Linked DNA regions of Rattus norvegicus: region 2 is linked to region 1. The links are chromatin contacts, called in public Hi-C maps. All regions are on one chromosome and are shown on one strand. The core of a region is the stretch at or near the end of the contact, and the rest is flanking DNA. Distances in the headings are between cores, read along the strand shown. Region 1 holds the start of Pde5a (phosphodiesterase 5A). Region 2 holds the start of C2h4orf3 (similar to human chromosome 4 open reading frame 3).

What was found. A called contact is a pair of places that touch in the nucleus more often than the background predicts.
Region 2: a Hi-C map of liver shows a contact between it and region 1, with 3 times the contacts expected there. The contact joins the promoter of C2h4orf3 here to the promoter of Pde5a in region 1. A contact is called at or near these places in 10 of 12 Hi-C or Micro-C datasets (the A7r5 cell line, the Rat2 cell line, Schwann cells and 6 more) and 1 of 1 datasets of contacts at active chromatin or transcription factors (oligodendrocytes).

The regions. Positions count from the first base shown.
Region 1 is chr2:213,540,959-213,547,566 of GRCr8, reverse strand. It overlaps Pde5a (phosphodiesterase 5A), which reads right to left and starts at 3,541. Exons shown (of 21, transcript NM_133584.1): 1 at 3,042-3,541. The coding sequence starts at 3,067.
Region 2 is chr2:213,736,272-213,742,879 of GRCr8, reverse strand. It overlaps C2h4orf3 (similar to human chromosome 4 open reading frame 3), which reads right to left and starts at 2,361. Exons shown (of 2, transcript NM_001271116.1): 1 at 2,050-2,361; 2 at 601-1,369. The coding sequence starts at 2,246. The coding sequence ends at 1,369. LOC102550474 (a long non-coding RNA gene) reads left to right here and starts at 2,487. Exons shown (of 5, transcript XR_010064423.1): 1 at 2,487-6,608.

The DNA of each region.
Region 1 (6,608 bases), core at 2,292-4,791:
GAGCTTCTATGTTTTCTTCTAGGCCAGAAGAATTGAAGTCTAACAGAATGCTTCGGGGACACTAGAAGGCAGCACAAATATATGGAGCCCAAGAGAACACAAGAATCTGGCCATTATTGTATGAGACTTACTGCTTTCAATAGAGGAACTCACACACAGTCACGCTCAACTGGGCCAGTGCTCTGAAGATTCTATTATTCCTAATACCAGCCTTGCCTTAAAAAAACATGCTTACTAAATTATTTGAACACTGTGAACGTTTCTATTCCTGTGTAGTTACAGAAGCAGTAAGTTTTTAGAATGGATAGCAATATTTATTCTAAGGATGGATAGCCATATGTATTTTCATCCTCCATTTAAATTTAACATAGGTATCTTACAAATAAAAATGTTACATCTTTTAGAAATGAAAAGGGAACCAGGCCTAGTGGCCCATGCTTATGGTACAAGCTTTTAAGTATTTGGGAAGCTGAGGTACATTCAGCCTCAGTTACATAGTGATTCAAAACCACGGGACAACTTAATGAGACCTTATCTCAAAATAAATCTTTGCGTGCTGGGCACGATATAGCTCAATCAGCAGAAACACTGACCTTGCATATGGAAGGCCATAATTCCCAGTACTGCACCGAAAGGAATAAACACAAAAGGTCAAGAAGAGAACGACAAAGAATCCCATATACAGGACCCAGAGACTCAACTAATTCGGCACGGCTTTGTGCTGTCTAATATGTCACGGGAGGCAACGAGGACCTGCACAACTTCTGTTCCTGGACTTTGATCGAACCTGCCATAAAGCTGGACTCCTTTGAGCCTCCAGTTTCCATTCTATGCCAAGTAACCTCAGACTTTTGCCTGGCACAAAACAAAGCAATAAAATCCAACCATCTCACCCGTCCAAAACTAAATGACTTAAAACATCACCCACACTCACAGACCTGACCAGTCTACTGGAAGGTAGCGCTATTCATAGGTACTGTCAAGAATAACAACAGCTACTGAGAGGCTCCAGCACCAAGAAGGCCTTCGCTATAAACGTCTACATATTAAAGCCTCCAATGAATGCAGTCCTGGAGGAGTCCATATTGTTTAGATTAGTGAGGGTAGGAGGTGTCCACTCGCAGCTCACTAGGAAAACGATGTTAAATTTCATGTCCATAAATGATGTTAACAACTTGTTCAACTTTCATGCTCATACAAATGGGTCGTGGAGACTGAAAAGCCTCCATTCGTCCCTTTGACGGAGAATAGAGCCATTACCACAGCATGTAGCTGTTGGTTTGAAGATAATTTTAAGGAAAAAAAAATCTTGGCAGTGTAATTGTTATCAAGGTCCGAGCGAATTAAACCCGTGTTTGAAAATTCAGGAATGCCAGGAGTTTCAGCATGTCCCAAGACTATCCTTAGATGTAGGTAGTCAGGCCCAGGATAGAAGAGAGTATGATACATTTGCATCAAATCACACCAACCAATCAATGCAGAAACATTTCCATCGGAAAGCCTGGTTTCTGCTGTAGATGAACAACCTAAACGGATCTGCATTCATTTCAAACTTTAAAATGTCTCCCATGCCTCTCTCTAGAACTATTGTTGCATGGGTTACCTGAATCACATACATTTTTACATATTTATGTATATTAATCCTTACAAAGCACAACAAAATGATGGAGGCTTCTGGTTTTAAAAGAACTGTGCTGCAAAGTTAAACTGGACACAATAAATTTTTTATATCAGTAGTGTAAACCACCCTAGATTTAGTAGTCAAACTTTTTAAAGATGTAATAATCGAGTGGTGTCCAACTTCCTGTTCTTATTTTAAAAGCCTTCAATTAATATCACCAGCATAAAACTAAACTTCAATTCCATGAAGAAGGCCCTCAGACTACACTCCCTAGATTATTGCTCATTATGCCAATAATTTTCTGAACTTTCTCCTAAAAGTGAAGGTCTGAATTATTTTAAAGTATTTCACGGGTTCATTTTCCAGGTTATACTCTTAAGAATGCATGCACACGCACTCGCACTCGCACATGCACACACACACACACACACACACACACACACACACAGAGTACACACACCAAAATAATGTCCTAACTTGAAAAAGTCTTTGGGAGTCGCAGAATATCTAATTTTACAGTTAGCATTGTAATTGAGATATTAGTAATATTTTAGTTGTAATTTTAATTTCTACCTGAGAGAAAAAGGTAAAGTAAATGTATCAAATGACTCTTTTTACTTTCAACCACAATGTGGCAACTCTTTCAAGGTTTTTGGAAGGTTTTTAACAGTGCGCTAGCCTAAGACCACTCAAAAACCCCCACTAAATTATCCATAGTTTGTCTTCAAAGTTGGAGAGGGAAATCGAAGAATGGGGCACTTTTGCTGTATTTTTAGCTTTCAACTGTTAACAGCCTATCTAAAGGACACCTCCAAAGCAGACTTAAAACTCAGCCCAGCTCTCTGGCCCCTCCCCATTTTCTGTGCTCTAATTCAAAGGGAGCACAGGGTGGGAGTGTACAGTGAAAGGACACCGGAGACAGATGGTCACGAAGTAGCTAGTGACCCCTGGAAACTGGTGGTTCCCAGCAATCGATAATTCTAGGTCGAGATGGTTTGTCTTGGTGCTTCTGCTCAAACTCCCTGCAATGTTTTAAAAAGAAACTCTACCTTCTGTGTTATCATCCGACCCCTCTAAGCTCAGAACTTGATGAGGAAGGGCATAATGGGGGCAGGGGGGTGGAGGGTGAAAGGAGGGCTGGGTACTTAGAGCCTATCCCGGCTGGAGAGAGCGCTCAGCCCTTGAAGGCTAGACTCACAAGCAAAACGCCAAAACTGTCCAGAAGAGGTTCGGTGAGAAAAGAGAGAAAACTGACCCCCGTGTAGTATCTCGGTGAAAAAAGCAAGGAAAGGCATGGTCATACTGCCCATCTTTCGTGCGGCTTAATCTCCCGCAGGTGTGCGGGGTGTCCCTGCCAGCTCTGGCTTATCCCGCACCCCCTCCCCAGGCAAAGTGGCCAGCGGGATGTTGAAGGAAGTACCTCGTTTTGTCTCCAAAGGGCAACATAGCAGAGGTGGGGCGCTCGTTTCCGAACTCCTCGGATGGTGGACTGGGGAGACTCTGGGGGCCCGCGGAGTTCCGTGGGTGCCCGACCGGCTCCCTTATGGCCCCCGCCGCCTCTTCGCTGCGGGTCGCCGGCTGCGGACCCCGCGTGGCGTCGCCCCCTGGCGGGCAGCGCCGGGCCCTGTGGCGGCCGCGCGCGGGCGAGTCCCCGCCGGCTCGTCCACCATCCCCGCCCGGCGAGAGTCGACCTCCCGGCTCGGGCGGCCAGCACCAGCTGCTCGACGGCCGTTGCCCCAAGGCGCCGGTGGCGGGGCTCCAGCCCCTTCTCCAAAGCAGAGCTTGTTAGTTCAGCCCAGATCGGCGCGCCGGAGGCAAGCGCGCGCGCGGGCTTCGCGGCGACTCCTCGAGCTTCGGGGGACCCGCCCGCCACGCACTCCGCTCCACCCTCTCGTCCCTCCGCTCCACTCTCAAGTCTGCGCGCGTCCCGACTGCCCGTGCAGCAGTCGGATCCTAAAGGACAGGCTCCCTCCTCCACGCCCTCCGCGTCGGCCTCCTGGCGTTTGGCTCGCGACCAGGAAGAACTGGCCTCTGGGGTGCTCCGGGTCCCCGGGTCCCGGAGTCCGCCCCGGCCGCCTCCCTCCCGCCCTTTGTGTGCGCGCCGCAAAGCTCAGCGAAGAACCCCCCCTGCGGCGGCGCAGCTAGAAGAGGGATGATCAGGGGACTATCGGGGGGCCAAAGGCGACAGTCCTCACTGGGGGCGACCGGGGCAAGCTGCTACACCCAGGCTTCCCGGTGGCCTGGTCCAGACCCCCGGCTTCCCCGCCCCTCCAGGGTCAGAGCAAGCCGGGCAGGGGAGGAGCGCGGCCACTGGGACGCGCTTCCGGAGCGGCTGGGAAGGGGCTCTGGCTTGTTTTGGTTTTTGCTAAGCCGGTTTGGGAGAGAAACCGGGAGAGCAGAGGGGAGGAGGGAAGGCCCGTGAGCGCGCGTGAAATTAATCTTGTTCCCGGGCTGGGTGTACGCTTTTGTTTTTAACTTCGTGGGCAAGTCGTTTCTAATCCGACGCCTCGCTTCTCAACTGTGCTCGCTTTAAGTCGAGGACTCCAGTCCGTTCTGAGACCGAGAATCTACTTCCGAAGCAAAAGGCCTGGGAACGGGGATTGTTTAATGTGGCTCAAGGGGAAAATTCAATGGGGAAAAGAGATCAGCCCCAGCTCACGCTTCATGTCCCTAGCCGTGTCCTTTGTGGCTCCTCTTCTTACCTGGTGGCCTTTCTAACAAAGTAAGAGAAGGTAAAGTCCCGGTGATCATCCAGCCACGCTTCCACCCAGTCCTGGTCCCGCTGCTGCTGCGACTGCACGGAGCTGGGGCCCGCTCGTTCCATGGTGTTTGCCGCGGGTTTCTGCGGCTCGCTGATGCCGGATTTCCACCCGGCAGGGTCCCTCTCTCAGAGGAGCAGGACAGTGTTCGAGACCCTCCCCCTTTGCCCTGCAGTCTTTCAGCGAAGCCTCAGAGAGGCGGGCCAGCCCCGGAGCTCGCTCAGCCCCGCCCCTCCAGGTCCCCGACGTTTCCAGGTGGCCGGCGTCCTCCTTGGGGTCCCGGGGAAACTGACTTTCTGCATCTGCCTCTGCGCTTTCTGACGAGCTCTCCGGAAGCCAAGTGGCCAAGGCTAGGAGGAATCCAGACTGCCGCTGGGGTGCGCTGTGGGCCGAGTCAGCTTCCCTCTGTGCGCAAAGGAGACAGTGGGTTTGCAATTCCCAACTAACCAACTCTGGGAAGGGAAGATCACGTCCAGGACTCATCTGAAGGCGAGAGGCAGGGAGCTTCACTAGAAAGCGAGAGAAAAAGTTAACCCGGGTGTTTTCCCCCGTTCTTAGTAGGATAGCGACAGCCCCACTTTACTTTTCTTCTTAAAAGCAACTCTTGGTGGAGAGGACCCACAGCCTATCTTCCTCACAGCAGCTCTCCCAGTGACTCCAAGCAAGGAAGAGAAGTGAGGCAGAAACCTCTAGGACAAACCTGCAGGTGCTGGACTGAGTGACTTCCATCAAAACCATACAGGAGCTTAAGGCTAACGTCAGTCGTAAAGTGCTTTGATTCATACACCAAAGACCCGGGAGGCATAGGACATAAAAATGCCAACCACCTGTCCTTGCCTGTGAATTTTGAAGATAAGAATACCTCTACACGATTATGCTGACTTAAGAACACAAATACTAGCTACCCATGTACACCGGGAACACCCAGTTAGCTTGATTTAAAATTAACTCATATTTGACAGGCATCAATGCCTCAGAAACAGGATTTACTGTTTTATGTTGCTATTGCTGTAATAAAATTCCATGACCAATGCAACACATGATAAGCTATATTAGATTTTAAAATGACAGTTCTCTCCTGGTGTTAACTATAACATTAACATTAAATACAAATAGAGAATAGGGGGGCTTGAACCCCACCCCACATCTACCAGGAACTCAATTTAAAACTAAACTCTAGGATAATGGCTAGAAATTGGGCCTTAACTGTTTGTGCCCGCCCCCTGAAAAGTTCATATTGAAACTTAATTTCGGACCTGGAGAGATGGCTTAGAGTCCTTCCTTCTATTCCATGGGTTGAGGTTCAGGTCCCAAGCTGCCTTGGCCAGTTAAGTCATTTCTTCCCTCTCCTGTTCTTCTCTCTTTTCTCTGCTCTCTTCATTCCCATAGGCTACCTGAAGCCCCATGGTTGGCAGCCAGCTTTGCCTGATAAATCTCTCCTCCTCTGTCCCATCAGCTTTGCCATATCCACACCCACAACACTTGTGCAGAACAAGGTTTGAATACCACCTTTGCCTCTTCTAGTTCAGTCAAAGAACTCCACGTGCCTACTGGAGTCACCCAGCTACTGCATTACAGACTAAGACAGGGCAAATTCTTACATCAAACACACAACCAAAGACAGGTTGACACTCACAGGTAACAATATGAACAGCCAAAATGGTGTGTGTCACATCAAACCCAGTAGTCCTATAGAAATGTTTTCTACTAAGAATTACTTAGGTGAACCTCAGAGCACAAAATTTTAAAGAACAATCAAACTTTTTGGAAGAATTCAAGAAAATTAAAGAAGACACAGACACCACATTGAACTTTAAGATAACAATAAATGCCTGAGTGACATTCAAGAAAATATGAATATATGCCTGAAGGAAATGACAAAGACAATTTAGGGTTTGAAATCAGAATTAAACAAGGAGATAGCAATATTGAAGAGAGCTCCTGCTAAAATAGAAACAGAATGGAAAAGCTCAATAACCCACCTAAACTCAAGAGACAGCCTTAAAAACAGAATAGATGGAAGGTAAAAAGCAATCAAAGAATGTGGAAAAAACTTTAAAGCACAGAAAATGAGTATGCAGAACGTGTGTAACACCACGGAAAGAGCAATCCCTTGAGTTCTCATGTATAGATTAGAAAGATCACAGAAGAAAATGTTCCCATATAGAAACACCCATACAGATACAAGAAGCACACAGAACATTAAATTGACAAGACTATAAAAGAAA
Region 2 (6,608 bases), core at 1,112-3,611, 200 kb before region 1:
AAACACTTTCAAGGAGGCTATTTTAAGGGGAGGGGTACACGACTGAAGCATTAAGGCAGTGGGTCAATGTCAAGGTACTCAGAACAGTCCCAGCTGGGGCCCAAGGTCCCAGCTTAGTTAACTCCAAGGTCAGAGCAGTCCTGCGTGGAGGAAACACCTGTGCTTTGAACCCAGCTTGTCCTGATCTACTGTCTTGTTCTGAGGCCAGGCTACATCAGCGCAGCCTTTGCTCATCTCAGGACAGTACCCACACAAATAGATGTTCCAACAGAGAGATCTGCCTTCTCTTCTTGTCCAGGCTCTAAAAGGGGGATGACTGGTCTCACATCATGGAGGCTTCCTTTACTGTTTTTCCAACAGATTAGCTTTTCCTGAAACAGACAGACCCAGGAATAATGTTTTGCCATCTGTCGTGAATCCCTTAGCTCAAAGGGACCCAAAAACTCACCATTATACTAAGTTCTCCAAACTAGAAATGTCCAGAGCAGCTGGCACCTGTGGTAGGCTGGCTTGGGACACAAGAGAAAAAAAAACAGTGTGACCTAACGGCAAGCCAGTAACCTCCCCACACTACCACCAGAGAGTCTGACACAGTGAAGCTAAATTCAGTGATTAAACATTTATTAGAGAATATTAGTAAGCAGTACAAATCGGGTCCCAGAGTGTGGTAAACTCAGTGTCACCCCAGTCCTGTATTCTAATACACATACTTCAGTTACACTTTGCACAAAAAATTATCCAAGCAAATGCAACAGTATCTTAAGACAACTGTCAACAGTTTACCAAATATTGTGAATTATAAGGGAGAAGAACACCACCTCTGAATATTTTAGGCAGTTCTCATGTACTGAAACCAGCAGTATAAAAAACTCTAATTACCCAGATCTTAAGGTGAAAAGGAATAGCTTCCAAAATATTTATGGTAGCTGCTTTGGGACTGTAGCCTTTCTGCATAAATGCTACCTACTCAACCCTAGATGATAACTATTTTATAATGGCATAGTTTTAAAACAATATCTGAGAAAGTAAGCTTCACAAAGATAACTTTTTTTTTTGCTGATGTTCACTGCTGTGTCCCAACTGATGCCTGGGTAATAGAAAGGGGCCGGATACCCGATGGATGAGTAAATGCTACATAAATTTCCTTAAAGTACTTAAATTACAGGCATTATTAAAAATATATATTATATATCATTTAGCTACAATCATGGTTTTAAACATATAGTACTACTTTAGGGAGGTCAAGGGCTGAAGGAAAGCCTGGAGGTCTGGAATTCAGCTCCTGGAAGTCCTCTTCATTCAAGAAGTCTAGTAGTTTTCAGGATTCACTCCAGAAGCCAGCCGTGTTCTAGACTCTCAGCAAACCAATCTGTAAAGACCAAACATTTGTTTCCTTTATCTGCTTATTTTTGACATTTAATGAGACACTGGACATCGATATTGCTAGCCTTTGCCTATCCCTACATAATTTACACTATGGCTTACCAAAATGGCTTAACAAGTTTTTATCAAAAATTCTTATCTTTTCATCATCAGATTACCAACTCCCCCACCCCTCATTCTCTGCCTTCTAGTTTGCCACAAAACCGAAAAATGAGAGCCAAAGCGAACCCAAGATACTCCATTCTTTGACAGAAGTAGGAATGGGGATACTTTGGAAGATGAGTGTATTTGCATAAATTTGCATACAAATTTACAGGGCTTGCTTTGGAATAACATTTTAAGTACACGCACAACACTCAAATCACTTTAGATTAATCACACTTAACCTAATTTTTTTATTATTTACGATATTTACTTTTTATCTTTATTAGTTTTTAGTAATTTTTATTATTTACGATAGATCTAATTGTGAGTATAGGTTTCTAAAACTTAAGCAGTTCCGTTGTGGTGGTGAAACTCAGGACAGCGCACCTGAGGTGCCAAGGAAATCCACTTTCGCTCTTTCTCCCAACTCCGCCATCTCTAGCTGCGGCCCCTCCCTCCCGGAGAAGACTGGAGCAGTCGCCAGCCTCCTGAGCACTTCCACTCTGTACTCAAGACACTCACCAGGGCAAGAGGTACACGAAGATGAACAACGCCAGGTCGAAAAGGATGAAGAGCCAGAGATCCAGCCAGTAGGAGTGTTTCGGAATCCCGTTCATCCCCGACTGAACGGGCTCATCTTGGCTCCTCCTTCTAGCTGCGGACGAGCCCCTCCGCTCCCGGACACCATCGGTACCAGACGCCGCCTGGCCCACCTCCATCTTCACGTCGCTTCACTTTCCGCGCACCTGAGACTAAACCTGAAGGCCGCTGCGCGCCCTCGTCTTAGCAATCGATTCCGGACAGCCCCGCCAATCACTTAGGCGCCACGCCCCGTCCCGCCCCGCTCCGCCGCTCCGCCCCCTGGACCGCGCGCAGGCGTCCTCCCTTTCTAGGAACTCCCCGCACGCTGTGTTCCGCATCGCCGGGAACGCGCAGACTCCGCTGGTCCGGCTGCTGAACTTGGCGCAGGCGCCTTCCCCGCCTTCCCGATCGCACGCATGCGCTCTGTACCCGCCGCATGCTTCCTGGTGGCGTGGTGGGTGGCGTGTTCGTCGGTTGCTTCTGTGGTACAGGTTCGCTGCCTCACGTAGCGCACATCGCCTTGCACAGCGCACAACTGGTTCTACCGGTTTCTGGGACGAAAACTGTCTCAACCCCTTTTCTCTGGGTTGATGCCAGAACTTTAGGAACAGCCTCAAAGGATTCCAGTCTTGACCACCCACAAAAGTAGTCTTTTGTAAACACGAGCATGTGTGGGGATTTAAAAAAACAAAACAAAACTGGATCCTGAGATTCTCCGATATTAACTTTGGAGATGATAACATTGTGTGGCAATGTAAAAAGGTTGGCAGTCCCCTTAGGATCATCTCTAACACCTGTAGTAAGCCTTTTAGTTGCATGTTTGGGAAGTTTGGGTGATTTTGTACAGACTTGGGCGGTTTGCTCTTAAGTTTTGAAACGGTTTTGATGAGTTGCGCGTTGTAAGGGTCTATGATTTGCTGAAGCATGATACCCCGGACTCAAATAGTATGTAAGCGCAAAGAGTGTTTTATATTGCATGCTTGGGTCTCCTATTACCAAGATAGAGAGACAATCAAATATGCTCGCAGTCCTGATTTACAGCACGTTAGGGGAATTCTAGGTTAGATGGGCTTTGCCTTACTCTATCGCTAGGCATTCCAGAACCATTACCTTGGCGTGTTGGCTGCAAACAATTGCTGAGGATTCCGGAGATAGTTGGCCTTACCTTGCTCTCTTCTGAAACTACTGTGTCAGGGTGTGAGGGCTGAAACTGTTGTTGACCCATTTTCCTTGCTTCAGGCCAGGTATCAGGTCAGTTTCTGATGGCAGGGCACTTTCTGGCTAGCTGCTTGAAGCCTGCAGATTTTAGGCCTAATCTGAACTGACAATTTGAAGCCTGTCATGGAGTTAACCTCTCTCATCAATGTCACAATTACAATCGTGAATTTTCAGAAGGATCAGATCGGTTAAAGTGTGAAATTTACATAGGTATTTTGTGGGAGTATTTTTAATAAGACTCTCAACTCTGTGTCAAAACATCCCATAATAGATTAAAAACCCCTTGGAGTCTATTAACTTAGCCCACTAACTTTTACCAACCAAATAGCCCAGATAGTGTCTTGGGCCTGTAGATAAGCTTCTTTCTCCCTTCCCGAACCTGCCTGTCTAATGTACCCACCAATATATTTTGGACTTGCCTTGATTTATGCTTTTTTTTTGTTCTGTAAAATGATTTTTAAAAACTTTATGAAACTGTTTCCACCTGGGAATCTGAATTGAAGGTAACCTATATATCTGTGTTCTGTGGCCATTCAGGGTGATTCCAGGATAAACTGTCTCTTTTTTCCTTTATGATGAGAGCTATAGTTTTTGCATAGACAACACAAAGGTTGGTTCTGGATTTAGAAAACTGGGCAAAACTGACAAATTAAGGTTACTAAAATAACCATAAAGTGAACTTCAAATTCAATATCTTAATACTATCAGTGTGCCACTAACTGGGCTTCACGTCGCTAGTAGGACATACAGACAAAGACAGCGTGCATCTCCAAAGGAAAATTCTGTATCCTTTGCCTTGTAGATTGTGAGAATGAGAGTCATTACCTGGGAATTAGTCACACTGTGTGTTGAGCTTCAGGGATCTCCACACAAATAACTCAGACTCCTGTCTCAGTTAAGCAAGAATAGTTTATTGAATGCACACCCCAAGACCGATTGATCAGGGTCGAAGCCCAGGCTCTGGAACTAAGACTGGACCTTGAACCTATAAGGGCCAGCTTATAAAGGAAAACCACAGTGACCACACACACAGCCTGGCAGGGAGGTTGGCTCTGAGTCAAGCTAGTCTGCCTAGCTAGACAGAGCAGTTCTAACTGACTGACTTACATTCTGATTGGTCTTAAGTGGACCTTATGGTTGTGGGATTTCTTAAGCTTAACACATCTAAGAAAATACAGAAAGTAACATGGTGTGTGGGCAGCATGACCCTGCTGTGAGCCAAGATATTTTTCTGCCTCACTAACTGGCAGGCGTGGAACAAAATGTCTACAGCTCTGCTGGGAGAGAAGGCTTCAACAATGTACCGGAGACAGATTATCTCACATTCATGGGCTAGAAGTGACCTGCTTTTAATTAATATTTAGTGTTTACAATCCTTTAAAAAAATTAAATGAACTGCTGATTCTTCCAGAGGTAGATCATGCATCCACCGGCAAGGTAAGACCACTTTCTAATTATTGACATAGGACTGATAAAACTTGAATTTATTAAAATAGAAGTAGCCTGACATAAGGTGAAAAAATTTTGAAGTGTTTCCAAGTACCCCTGGTACTGAACTGAGTTTGATGCCTGTGTGGGTGTTGGTTTTCTTGATCTATCCAGGAAGGAAGGGCTCTCCTGGGCACGAGGTGAGGGACGTCCACGTGCAAGTATTGTTCCTCTGGGGACAGTAATTGCTGCAATTAGACAGGGTCGTTTATGTCAAATTCAGTTGAAGGATCCTTCACCCCTTCAGACTTAGCTGTGTTGGTTCTTGGCTACTCCACATAATGGAAGTGAATGGAGAGCATGTCGAGGAGGGAATGCTATGCCAACTGGTTAAAAGCTCGATTGAAAAAAAACAAGAAGAGATTTCTCTGTGTCCAAACTGAAAGATTTTTTAATGTTTTGTCTAGCATATTGGCTTGATTTGTGCCACTTTATTTTTATTTTTATTTTTACAAATTTGCTATGTTGTTAGGCTGGCCTAGAATTCCCTGTCCTCTTTAGGTAGTAACATAGGTTCAGACCCAAATGACTATGGGCGTTAACCCTGGGAGAAAGAGCATCCACTGAGCTTGCCAGAGGGAACAGTCCTTACCCAACACACAGAAAAATCAGCCACCTACAACAGTCAAAAAAAAAAGATCCACGTCTTTCTGAGAAAGCTTCCCTTCCCTTTTGAGCTGTGAAACTGGGAAACAGTAGATGGCTCTTAAAGATTCGTGGTTCCTTGAGTCTTCTCCAATCCTCTGGAGTGGGTTAGGAAGAAAAAAACCCCAACTTTCTCACCACTACCACAACTACTACTCTGTCTTTACAAAAGAATAGTCATTTGTTTGTTTGTTTATCTATTGTAGCCAGGGTACAGGCCAGACCACATGTATGGAGGTAAAAGACAACTTTGCGAAGTCGATTACGCTCTTCCACTTGTATGAGGAGCCTAGAGATTGAACTTGGGTTGCTTGCAAGGCAAACACGTTTACTGGCTAAACTGTCTCTCCAGCCCTACTCCACGTCTTGCCCAATCCCATATTCACAAGCCGCAAAACCTGGATCTCATGTCGTAGAACATGCACAAGACTTCTACCAGTAACTTGTCTAACCTTCCTGGCAAAGGGAATACATCCTTGCCTGGCTTGTATCCACTTTGTGTCTTCCCTGCAGAGTGCAGGCTGCCCTTTAGCAGGGAGTTGCCATTTTACCATCTTGGCACCATCTACAGTTCCTCAGACAACACCTTGAAAATAGAAGGCATTCAATATTTATTCGATTTTATTTTGTTATATCCTGTTAGGATTGCCTAAAGCAGTCCTAGTCAAACATACTTTTTACAAATCTCTTTTAAACATTATAGTGTAATAAATAATACCACAGGATCTGATGCAACTGATCTGTCAATCTTGGCAGGGGTACTTTCTGAGGTTTACTTAAGTACTAGTAGTTAATACATATTAATTCAGTCCTTCCCTTTACACAGCCCCTTTTGAATAATTCAGAGAATCAAACCTAGCATTCAGGCTTCTCAGCAAGCGTTTCCCACTGATTTACATCCTTAACCCTTAATTACTTTCCTTCTTTAGCTTTACTAATACTTTCTGACTACCTACAGTTTTGTCATTGTCTAGAAAGCCACAGAGGCAATAGTCACACGGTTAACTGAGAGCGCCGATTGAGCACATCAAAAACAGAGCTCTGAGATTCTTCATAATGGCTTGTGTATTTGGACTCCTAGGCAGAATCCTCTATCTGTGAGCAAGAAATGTAATCTCTTCCCTCTTTCTCCTTCCACATGTACACCA